Linked DNA regions of Mus musculus: region 1 is linked to region 2. A link is a contact called in public HiChIP or PLAC-seq data. All regions are on one chromosome and are shown on one strand. The core of a region is the stretch at or near the end of the contact, and the rest is flanking DNA. Distances in the headings are between cores, read along the strand shown. Region 1 overlaps Pde4d (phosphodiesterase 4D, cAMP specific). Region 2 overlaps Pde4d (phosphodiesterase 4D, cAMP specific).

Region 1 (4,961 bases), core at 55-2,554, 580 kb after region 2:
AGGAAGAGTCAGCGGAGATACGGAAGGTGTGGTGAGACTCATGAAGGCAAGAGCGTGTGACTGGAACTCCTTCTGCCTCACATCTCATGGAGTAGAGGGGAAGAGCTGGTGCTCACGTGGCTTGTTGCTCTCACCCTTCTTAGCCGCCTGGCTGATGGTCTGATGCTGCTCACACTTCAGAAGGCTCCTGGCTCTTCCATCAGTTGTTTCCTAGAAGGCTCTCATAGACTAGCCTGAAGGTGCTGGGTGCTTTTGACAATCTCCATTAATAGCCATGTTCAGTTTCTTTTCTCAAGATTAAGGTCTCCCTGCCCCACTTGTATCCAGTGTGACTTGAATGCCCCCTTTTATTGTCCCATAGCCTATTCTCCTCCTTCCTTTTCTACTGTATGGTGCTAAAATTGTCATCGACGATGGGCTCTAGTCTCGCATTGGATAAGGGTCACACTCTTACACACTTCAAACTCTAATAAAGTTCATGGCACATAGTGTCTCATGAACGTTGAGTTATTGATGAGATTAGAAGTTAATAGACCTCAATCCATTTGCAAAATTCTACTAGAGCACTTGTCAACTTTAGGAGGAAAAAAAAATCATAGCTAGTGGCAAATAGGAAGAAAATTCATTAAAATGACACAACATCTTCACTTTGAACATATCTTTGAAGCCAGGGGTGAAAGTTTATATATTTGATAAGATTTAAAAATACTTCAAAACAATAAGTTGATTCCAGAAATATCCTAGGAAATGAGGGCAGCTTGCTCTTGGCTCTCAGGCTTCAACATGTTACATAGACATGCTGAGAGAAGCTAGGGCCTTCCTTCATGTGTTTCTCATCAGATAAAATGCAATAGAGCTAACCTGGACAGATCTTTCCCTGTAGCAGAGCCAAAGAATGACTAGCTCACATGGGAGGCAGAAGTCTACCTCCTCCTCCTCCGGACACCATCAATTCTCTCACTAGGAACAAAGGACATGTAAGTGAGGATTGGCTGAGGAGAAACTGGAATTAATTAAAAAGTCATGTTCGAGCATTTTCTCTTAGAAGCTGTCTGATGTATTTGTTTCAATTTAAAAGCAATCAGAATCAGCTGTGATCGCTCTGTAAGACTTTTTAAGAAGAGTTGCAAATGACACCCAAAGTTTGTGTTCTCTCTCTCTCTCTCTCTCTCTCTCTCTCTCTCTCTCTCTCTCTCTCTCTCTCTCTCTCTCTATCTGGTTTTTAGTAGTAGGCCGTAGGCCTCTCTAGGAATGACAACAGACTTATACTGACCTTTAGCCTCACAAATATTGACAAAGAAACTAGCTAGCATTTACAAAGTTTCATGTCCTGTAGCACAGATCTTTTTGCCTCTCAGTCAGTTGTGGGTAAGAGTAATGGGTCCAACATTTCCCAAGGAGGCTGAGTACAGCCTCTGGCCAACTGCTGTGGCTCCTAGCTGACGGCGCTTTTCCCTTTCAAAGACAAGCTGCTGCTTCAGCATCCTCTCCTGGAGTCCTTGGCAAGATTTCAGGCCATGTGTCAGGGGAACCCTTGCGCACATTACTATGACGGAAGCCAAGTGCTGGCCCACAAATATTGAGTATTACTTATACCCAGGAGAGTTGAAGCAGACGCCTGGGTATGGCACAGCTCAGGGTGCCTTGAAGAACACAGAATAACAGAACCCACCGATGTTTATTGTTACTCCACAGCTGCCTGTGACACAGCCCTTTTGCAGTCCACGTGGAGTTTAGCCAATAGCGTTTGGTGGGGCATTTTCCTCTCAGTAGCCCCTCAAATGAAGCAAGATTCGCACAGTTAAATAGAAAAGTTTTCATATATATTTTTAAGTAGGGCCACAGCATATACGACCCCCTAGGGGGCACTCTATTAATGAATGCAACCTGTGTTCTTGGTAAAGGCCACTATTAAACTGGTTCGCTGTGTTTGGCCAGCTAGCTGCCGATGGCATTTAGGTGTGTTGTTTGGTGGGGTGACTCAATTTCCTGTAGGATAGCTGGCAACTCCACATTGAATTCTCCCACTCGCCAGGGGAGGAGGGATAGAAAGGTCAGTTAGGCCTTGTCTTAGAACAGTGGGGTTTAAAATGCCTGAACTTGAAGACATAATAATGACCCTGAAAAACTGTAGCTTGTCACACTGTCTCAGTCCCGGAGTTTGAAAGAAGTAAATTCTAACGCGACAAACCCAGCATTGGTTTTATAAACGAAATTTGTTTATTCCGCCGTATGTAAATATTCTCTCAGCAGTATGTACAAATGCTGGAGGTTAATTTCATTCTTTAAATACATAGAGAGCATGTGGAACATTTTTGAACGTATGTATGTGACCTTACTTGATTTCTGATAGTCAAAATGGCTAAGCCATGACTTCAATATAAACTGGATCTTTGGCAACCAATTGCTCCTCACGTTGCTATACCACCCACTTAAAGGCAAAGCCCATGTCTAAGTGTCTTGAAACATTAAATTGAAACTTTCCGGAGTTACTGTTTCTCATAAAAAAAAAAAAGACTGAAATATAATACATAGAGCCATATTCTGCTAGGTCCGAGGTCTGAATTCTACTTCTGATTTCAGAAAGCTTTCATGAAGATCGCCAAGGTGGGGGTAGGAAGTATACGCCACACACTGGGAGGTCCCCTGGAACTCTTGCTTTCTCAGAGTCGGGTGGCAGAAGGCAGAGACATCAAGTCTTAAAGATGTGCAGAGAGGATGTTTGGCTTGGGATAACTAAAAAAAAAAAATGACAGGAGATGGATTCTACACAATAGCTATGCCTCTGACCGCACGGCATATACAAACTATGAACGTCTCACCTGGCTTTATGTTAATTTCCTCCTTCAATTTTCTGACTGCCTGTTTTACATAGAGAAGGGAGGAAAGCAGAAACACCGGAACTGTATAAGAAACAGACCACCATGGCGTCCAGTCAGTGCTCCACTTACATATGGAATGGATTCAGTATTTTGAAATATTAAACTAGTGTTTCAGCGCTCTAGGTTGTGGGGCCACAAAGGACTCTCCATGTTTGCGCATCTTTCTTTTACAGAGCCAACTTGTAATATTTTGCAGTTTTGTGATCAGGAAAAACCAAACAGATAAACTATTTAACACTTACCTTGTACAGTTATCTTTAAGATCGTCTCCATTGTTAAAGAAAGAAACATCAACTTTAAATTTCAATTCAGGAGGTTTAAGGAATTGCTGACTTAAGGTCTCTTTAGAGATTAGTGAAGAGGGGACGCACAATTAGAGGCAAATTTCAATACTCAGCAGTCAAAATGACGAGCATACAGTTCAATAATGTCAGAGAAGGACAAGCCAAGAAGCAAGTCTCACACACTCTAAAAGTTACTGAAATTTTTACAAATGTAAGGAAATCTCAGAATCCTGAGATTCAACCCACCGCATTCTTTGTCCCGCCTGATAATTAATGGAGCCTACATTGGGGCAGAACTTCTTTCCCCCACAATACTGTAGATCAGAAGGGGAAAAGGAGAACCCCACCACTTCACATAAGGCTTTTCCTTTCTCCTGCCAGTTTTGTAGGCTAGACCCCTGGGGTTTCAACTTTTCTCTTTCTGAAATAAGATTGCTGTTCAGTTTCGGAACTGACCGGCTTAGGGAAAGTGGCCAAGTTCCCTGCGTCAGCTTTTATCAGCAGAACCCATTGCCCCATAGTTCTGACAGTCCATTTCGTCCATAGTGGGCAGAAAACAGACTACTAGACTTTCTGTCTTGAGCCCCAAGTCTAGGGTGTTCTTGTGTTTTCTGCAGAGGAGACACCCCAGCAGGGCATGTGTAAATTCCCCTTGCTCCTTGGTTCGTTCCCATTGCTGTTCCTTTAAGGTAGCTCTAGGGTAATTCTGAAGGTGAAATGTAGCCTGTTGTCACATTCTAAGGCATTCTGTCCCCACAACATTATGGTTTGTCTGTTTACATCTAACCCAAATTTTAGAGGGGTTGGCTGGATACTGACAGTCTGTCCCCAGTAGAGACGATTTTATTCCCACAATTCCCTTTGAGTAAGTAAATCCTAACCTTTGGGACACAAATCCATGGAAACTCGCAAACTTAAATTAAACCTGCATGCAGAAAGGGTAGTGCCTGTCCTAAGTCACCTTGCAACCCAGGACAGCAGGGCCTGGCAGGCGGCGCTGGGATAGAGGGCCCGGGACTCCGCTGTGCACCCCAGGGTCCCCCGCGGGGCAGGTGCGCGATTGCACGCGCCTGCGCGCTGGGGGCCAACCGAGCCCCGCCTGAGCCCCGCGGGGACCCCAGGCGGCGGGCGCTCCACGCCGGGTTTTCCGCTGCTCTGGTGCAAGACAGCTCCACAGCAGCGCTGCACACACACACACAGATACACACACAGATACACACACAGATACACACACAGATACACACACAGATACACACACACACACACACACACACACACACACACACACACACACACACACACAAACACACAGATACACGCGTGCGTGGCTGCGCCTCCCTCCGGGCTGCGCTTCAGAGCAGCGGCGCCGGCTGCCTTGGGGCGATGCCGCGGCGAGGTGGCGGGGAGGGCGGTCCGGACGGCTTATTGCAACTCGGAACCCTTTCGTAAGGAGTCGCGGGGGAGCCAGACAGCGCCGCGGGGCCGCGAGGGGCGCAAGGGGGAGTGTTCCCGGAAAGCCAGCATGGAGCGGCGCTGCGCCCGCCCGCCCGCGGACTTGAGCGACAAAACAGGAAACGGCGGCCGCAGCTGATTCATTCGCTTCGCGCGTGGGGCTCGCGGCAGGCGGCGGCGTGGAGCCCGGGGCTGCGGGACGCGGACGTCCCGGAGCCGCTCGCCGGTCTGCGGGGCGAGCCCCTGCTCCCACCCCCTCCCCCCGAGCCGGCCACCAGGGGCAGCATCCCAACGCAGGGAAGCCCGTGCTCGCGCGCCACTGAGAATCCGCCCGCCGTCCCCG
Region 2 (4,841 bases), core at 1,280-3,779:
GCAGAGGATGGCCTAGTCTGCCATCAATGTGAGGAGAGGCCCCTGGTCTTGTGAAGATTCTATGCCCCAGTATAGGGGGATGTCAGGGCCAGGAATTGGGAGTGGGTGGGTTGGGGAGCAGCGGAAGGGGAGGGCATAGGGGATTTTTGGAGAGTAAACTAGGAAAGGGGATAACATTTGAAATGTAAATGAATAAAATATCTAATAAAAAAAGAATTTCCTAAAGACGTGCAAAAATGCTAAGACATTAACAGAAAGTATAAGAAAGTGTAAGAAGTTCTAACACTCCATAAACATGGGCAGGCACGCTTATGTCTTTCGATCTGCAGATCTGCAGCTCCAAGTCAACAAGACATTGGGGGCTCTTCGATATGTGTGGAATTAGTTCATATGTTCTAGTTTGGAATATTTCTGTATCTTTTTTTTTCTTGATTCCCATTAAATATGTATGCAATTGTGACACATTACTAGTCAGTTGTGACCTGCACGTATAAACAATATATATCCCAACCACATTCCAGGGGTCCTTGTTACTTGTGACTTGGAGTTCTATTTTGTACGTTCTTGATATTATTGATAAAAGAATTTTTTGAAAGATGTGGACTTGGGAAGTAAGCTCAAGGACCGTTTTAAGAGAGTTTGAGAGAAAGACTGCAGGATAAACAAAGTATGAAACCCAGACAACTGCTTGGGAGAAAGGAGAGAGAGGAGAAGAGTTTCGGAAAGCCACAGGTTTTGAGCTCAGGTCAGTAATGGCAGTCTCTAGGCCGCTGTAGAAAGAGCTAGTTATTGTTTAGAGGAAAAGCAGCGAGAGAGCCCAGAGGAAAAGAGTCCCTAGAGCTTGGGCCTGTATTCAAAGAAGAGGTGGGCAAGGAAAGGCTCCAGTCTGGTGTTAAGACTCAAAAAAGCAAGTGAGCTAGGTGCTACAGTAGCCTTGTAAACAGCCATCCCAGGGAGAGGATGCTGTGAGTGTAAGTATTGATTATTAGGGGATAGTCGGTCCTCTCAGCTCCTTTGCAAACCTACAGGGGAGGCAGCTTTCCTGAAGAATGGCCTCCTGGCCAGGTGACTGACAAAGCAAGTCACAAGAGACAACAGTATGTATGTAAGGTTCTGCTCTTGGGGCGTCAACCTGAATATCTTATTTCCAGCCATGGTCAGAAATAGAATTCAGATTCCATTCTTTTGACTAAGAGGAAGGTACCTCAAAAAAAGCCCCCAATAAGTCTACTTTTTCATATACTTAAAGGGAGGGAGGTTTCCACATGGAAAGAGGATATCTGTAATGGCCCCTAAGCTTGCTGATGTCTGTCTGTCTGTCTGCCTAATGATGTCAGTGCTTTCTGTACATGGTAGGTATTGGCCAGCCCATTGCCTTATAACACATTGAAAGTGCAATACATGGCTTTTAAATATCAAGATAGAATAAAAGTACTGACGGAAGTTTATACATGCACTTAAAATCATCAGTACTATATATAAATGAGAAGGTTTTTGTTCTCATGGTTACTCAGGGTACAGCACTGATAGGACTTAGAACAACCATTCTGATAGCAGTGAAATATATCATACTTGGTTCTGCTACTCCATTTATACTGTTGACATTAAGTTAAATATTATCTTTTGGTATTTAAATTAGGCATATATTCTCCCATGATAAACACATGAGTGTGATTACCTTATAAGTGAACTTTTGAGGAATGAGGGTGCGGTAGACATTCTCACATCTATCATCTACATGGCTGCATGTGTGCTCCCAGCTTATTCTGAATAAAAGTGGTATTCTCTGCTTGTTTAGTATTTGGGAACATCGCTTTGTGCTTTTTTAAAAAGATTTTATTTATTTATTTTATGTATATGATGAGTGCACTGTAACTATCTTCAGACACACTGGAAGAGGGCATCAGATCCCATTACAGATGTTTGTGAGCCACCATGTGGCTGCTTGGAGTTGAACTCAGGCCCTTTGGAAGAGCAGTCAGTGCTCTTAACTGCTGAGCCATCTCGCCAGCCCAGGTTGGTTGCAGTTTTACTTAGTATTATTGATACTGTTATTATTGGTTCTTATGTTGCAGCTTTACATAGTATTATTATTACTATCATTATCACTTTGTAATTCAGTGGGTCAAATCCAGGGCCTTGCATATCTCAGGCAAATACTCTAAAAGCTGAACTTGAGCCCCTATCATACTATAAATGAAGAATTTCTTCCTTGACTGCACTCCATTCTAAGTAGGGTCCCTTCTTGCACTTCCACTTCCCAAAGAATCCTGGGAAGAATTCTCCCCAGTTCCCTGGGTCCTGGGCCAGCACAGCTAGGCTTTCATTGTATAATTATTTACATAGTGGAGATATATTCACACACACACACACACACACACACACACACACACACACACGTCACATCTAGAAACAGAAACGCTTAGGAAAGGCAGTCTGTCTTCTTTCCCTTACAATCTGAACAGTTCTCAAACACCATGCTGGAGGGTGGGGGCGGGGGGTATGACTAAACCCACTGCAGTAATGAGCAACCTTCTTACCTTGTTATCCAGTCACCACCCACCCCACCCCACCTTCCCCACCCCCACCAGCTCCCTACAGGAACCACTTCCCTTTGGTAGCCTCCAGAGAGCTTGCTCAACTAACCAAAGCTTGGATTTGTGCTCTCCTTAGGCAGTGTTATTTATTCCTGGGAAGGTGAGATTAGGGTCCATTCTAACCTTCTCTTTCCTGTGCATCTCTAGTGCTTCTCACCGTTTGCAGCTTTTTTTGAGGCTGCTGCTTCTTCTCTGTCATGTCCTTCCCCCAGCAGAAGATGAGAGGAAATGGTAGTGTTTACACAGAGATGGAAAGCCTGTGCACTTGAGCCCTGAGGCTAGATCTGGCCTAGTGCTTCGGTTCAGCTGTTCCCAGGTGTTTTGACACAAGCAGTCAGAAAGCAAGTGTGTCCAAAGAGCAGCTTCCAGGGTCCTGGCTGCTCCCTGCTGCACCCTGCTGCTCCCTGGCATGTTTCTTCTTCTTTGGAAAGTTCTTACGGGGCTATGGTGCCACCAGCCCTTCCCTCAACCAAGTATTCTTCCCTGGAAGATCAGACTGTTTACAGCAAACTTTATCTTAATATAAAAGCACCCAGAAGGGGTGTTAACGAGGCTTTCAGTGGGAAAGCCACTGTAAAGAATGTGTCACAAGAAGACATTCTGATGAAGTTTAGTTCATGGTTTTTAGAATAGGGGGATTGTTGGGATTTCTATGGTTAGCCGAAAGTGAAATATCTTTCTTCGTTTCCTTAAACAAATTTCTCTTCTTGGATCTAGTAGGGAGCCTGAAGAGGCTCTGATCCTGTCCATTCTCTACCTGGGACATTAAAGGCAAGTGATGCTTGCATCTTATGGAACACTACTTCACATACTAAGTGATGTAGAGAGAATGGAGAGGATGTTCTTGCCAAAGATGTCAGTATCTTACTGTCAAATCTATCGCTTGTCATCACCAGTCTTGCTGAAAATATGTTTAGGAGCCAGGAGGAACAGCCTTCTCATGTAAAAGAAAACACACAAGATGAAAAATGAAGTCCTCTAAGCCAATGGTATTGACTTTACTGAGGGTAGCTTTTATGTCCTAGATAGAAGTGGAACATACATCAATTAGAGCTTAGGCAATACTTATCTGGTCAAGGGTAGTCGTTTGTTTTTCAATTAGTCATTGTTAAGTGGACACAGCCAAGCAGAACCTTCATAGCTCTAAGATTCTGGCTGGTGAATATCATAAGCTACACATAAGCATAACAGGATAATCAACACAATTCTCTTATCCTACAAGCCAGGCTGTAATATGTCAATGAAAGCACATTTTGAACTAAATTCGGGTAACTGGAAAACTGTTGTCATCAAGTATCCACTAACTATCATCTGCTTGGTTCTTACAAGTTTCATATCTGTGAACTGTCAGTCCCCTAGAGAGTACCATAGGGGTCTTACATGGAAATACATGTCATACTGCTGTGGCAACGTTCTTGAGACAAAAATAGCTACATAGTTTGGTAACATATAAGATTGTATTGGAGCCTCAGGTTTGGGACACTATTTAGATTTGTGTGCTCCTGTTCGTAGGCTACAAAGGTCTTGGTTTTAAATTAATAAACATTTCTTGAGTACAACTCAATTCACCCATGAAAATTATTTTTAATGATGATTATGCCAATTAACATTTAAGTAGAATAAAGATAGCAGTGGTTAGTACCCCTTGTGTAAATAGCTGTATTAAGTCCGGGCTCTACATTAAGGTACGTCTCATATAATAAATTACTCCTAAGATGGATAATGAGACTCACTTTCTGTCTTGTCCATGAAGTTTATGAACACATATATGTGCACACACATGGCACTGTGTATAATGTTGTAAGTTATTTTCAGCTGTATAACAAAGTTATAGACATTTTAGTAGTACAAAGAAAAAGTCACTCTAGTTATTGCCCTTTTAGGATAAAGACTGTACCAATGTGTATGCAATTTTCCAAAGTTAGCCAATGAATATAACAACATATGTGCTGGTAAATTTTCTCTATGTAAATAAGAAAGTACTCTGGGTGCTTCTGTTTTAGAAAAAAATCTCTTAGATATCTTTGTATTGCAGCATATGTAAGGTGGTTTTGTTTTTCAGTAGTATTCTATTTTGTACATACATCATGCTGTCTATAACAACTCATATTGATTAAATGTCCAATTTGTTTTATGCTAGATGTGTGTGATCATGTCCTAACTCTTATTTTTCACACATTGCATCTAATCAAAACTTTGATGTGCTCTCATTCATCAGACTACAAGGTCTTTTTGCTAGTTTAC

What was found. HiChIP or PLAC-seq counts read pairs in DNA pulled down with a chosen protein or histone mark.
Region 1: a contact with region 2 is called in an HNF4G HiChIP or PLAC-seq map of pancreatic cancer cells. The contact joins two enhancer-like sites. A contact is called at or near these places in 2 of 115 datasets of contacts at active chromatin or transcription factors (astrocytes and pancreatic cancer cells).

What each region holds. Positions count from the first base shown.
Region 1 is chr13:109,898,342-109,903,302 of GRCm38.p6, forward strand. The region is part of intron 7 of Pde4d (phosphodiesterase 4D, cAMP specific); the gene reads left to right. Among named protein-coding and RNA genes, the nearest start is that of Mir1904, 3.0 kb to the right of the region's middle. Within about 2 kb of position 1,305, at least 22 of the 459 cell types and tissues checked have an H3K27ac peak or open chromatin away from gene starts, as enhancers often do. A contact at or near this core is called in pancreatic cancer cells, where this site is marked.
Region 2 is chr13:109,316,277-109,321,117 of GRCm38.p6, forward strand. All of the region lies in intron 3 of Pde4d (phosphodiesterase 4D, cAMP specific), which reads left to right. Among named protein-coding and RNA genes, the nearest start is that of Mir582, 6.0 kb to the right of the region's middle. Within about 2 kb of position 2,530, at least 9 of the 459 cell types and tissues checked have an H3K27ac peak or open chromatin away from gene starts, as enhancers often do. A contact at or near this core is called in pancreatic cancer cells, where this site is marked.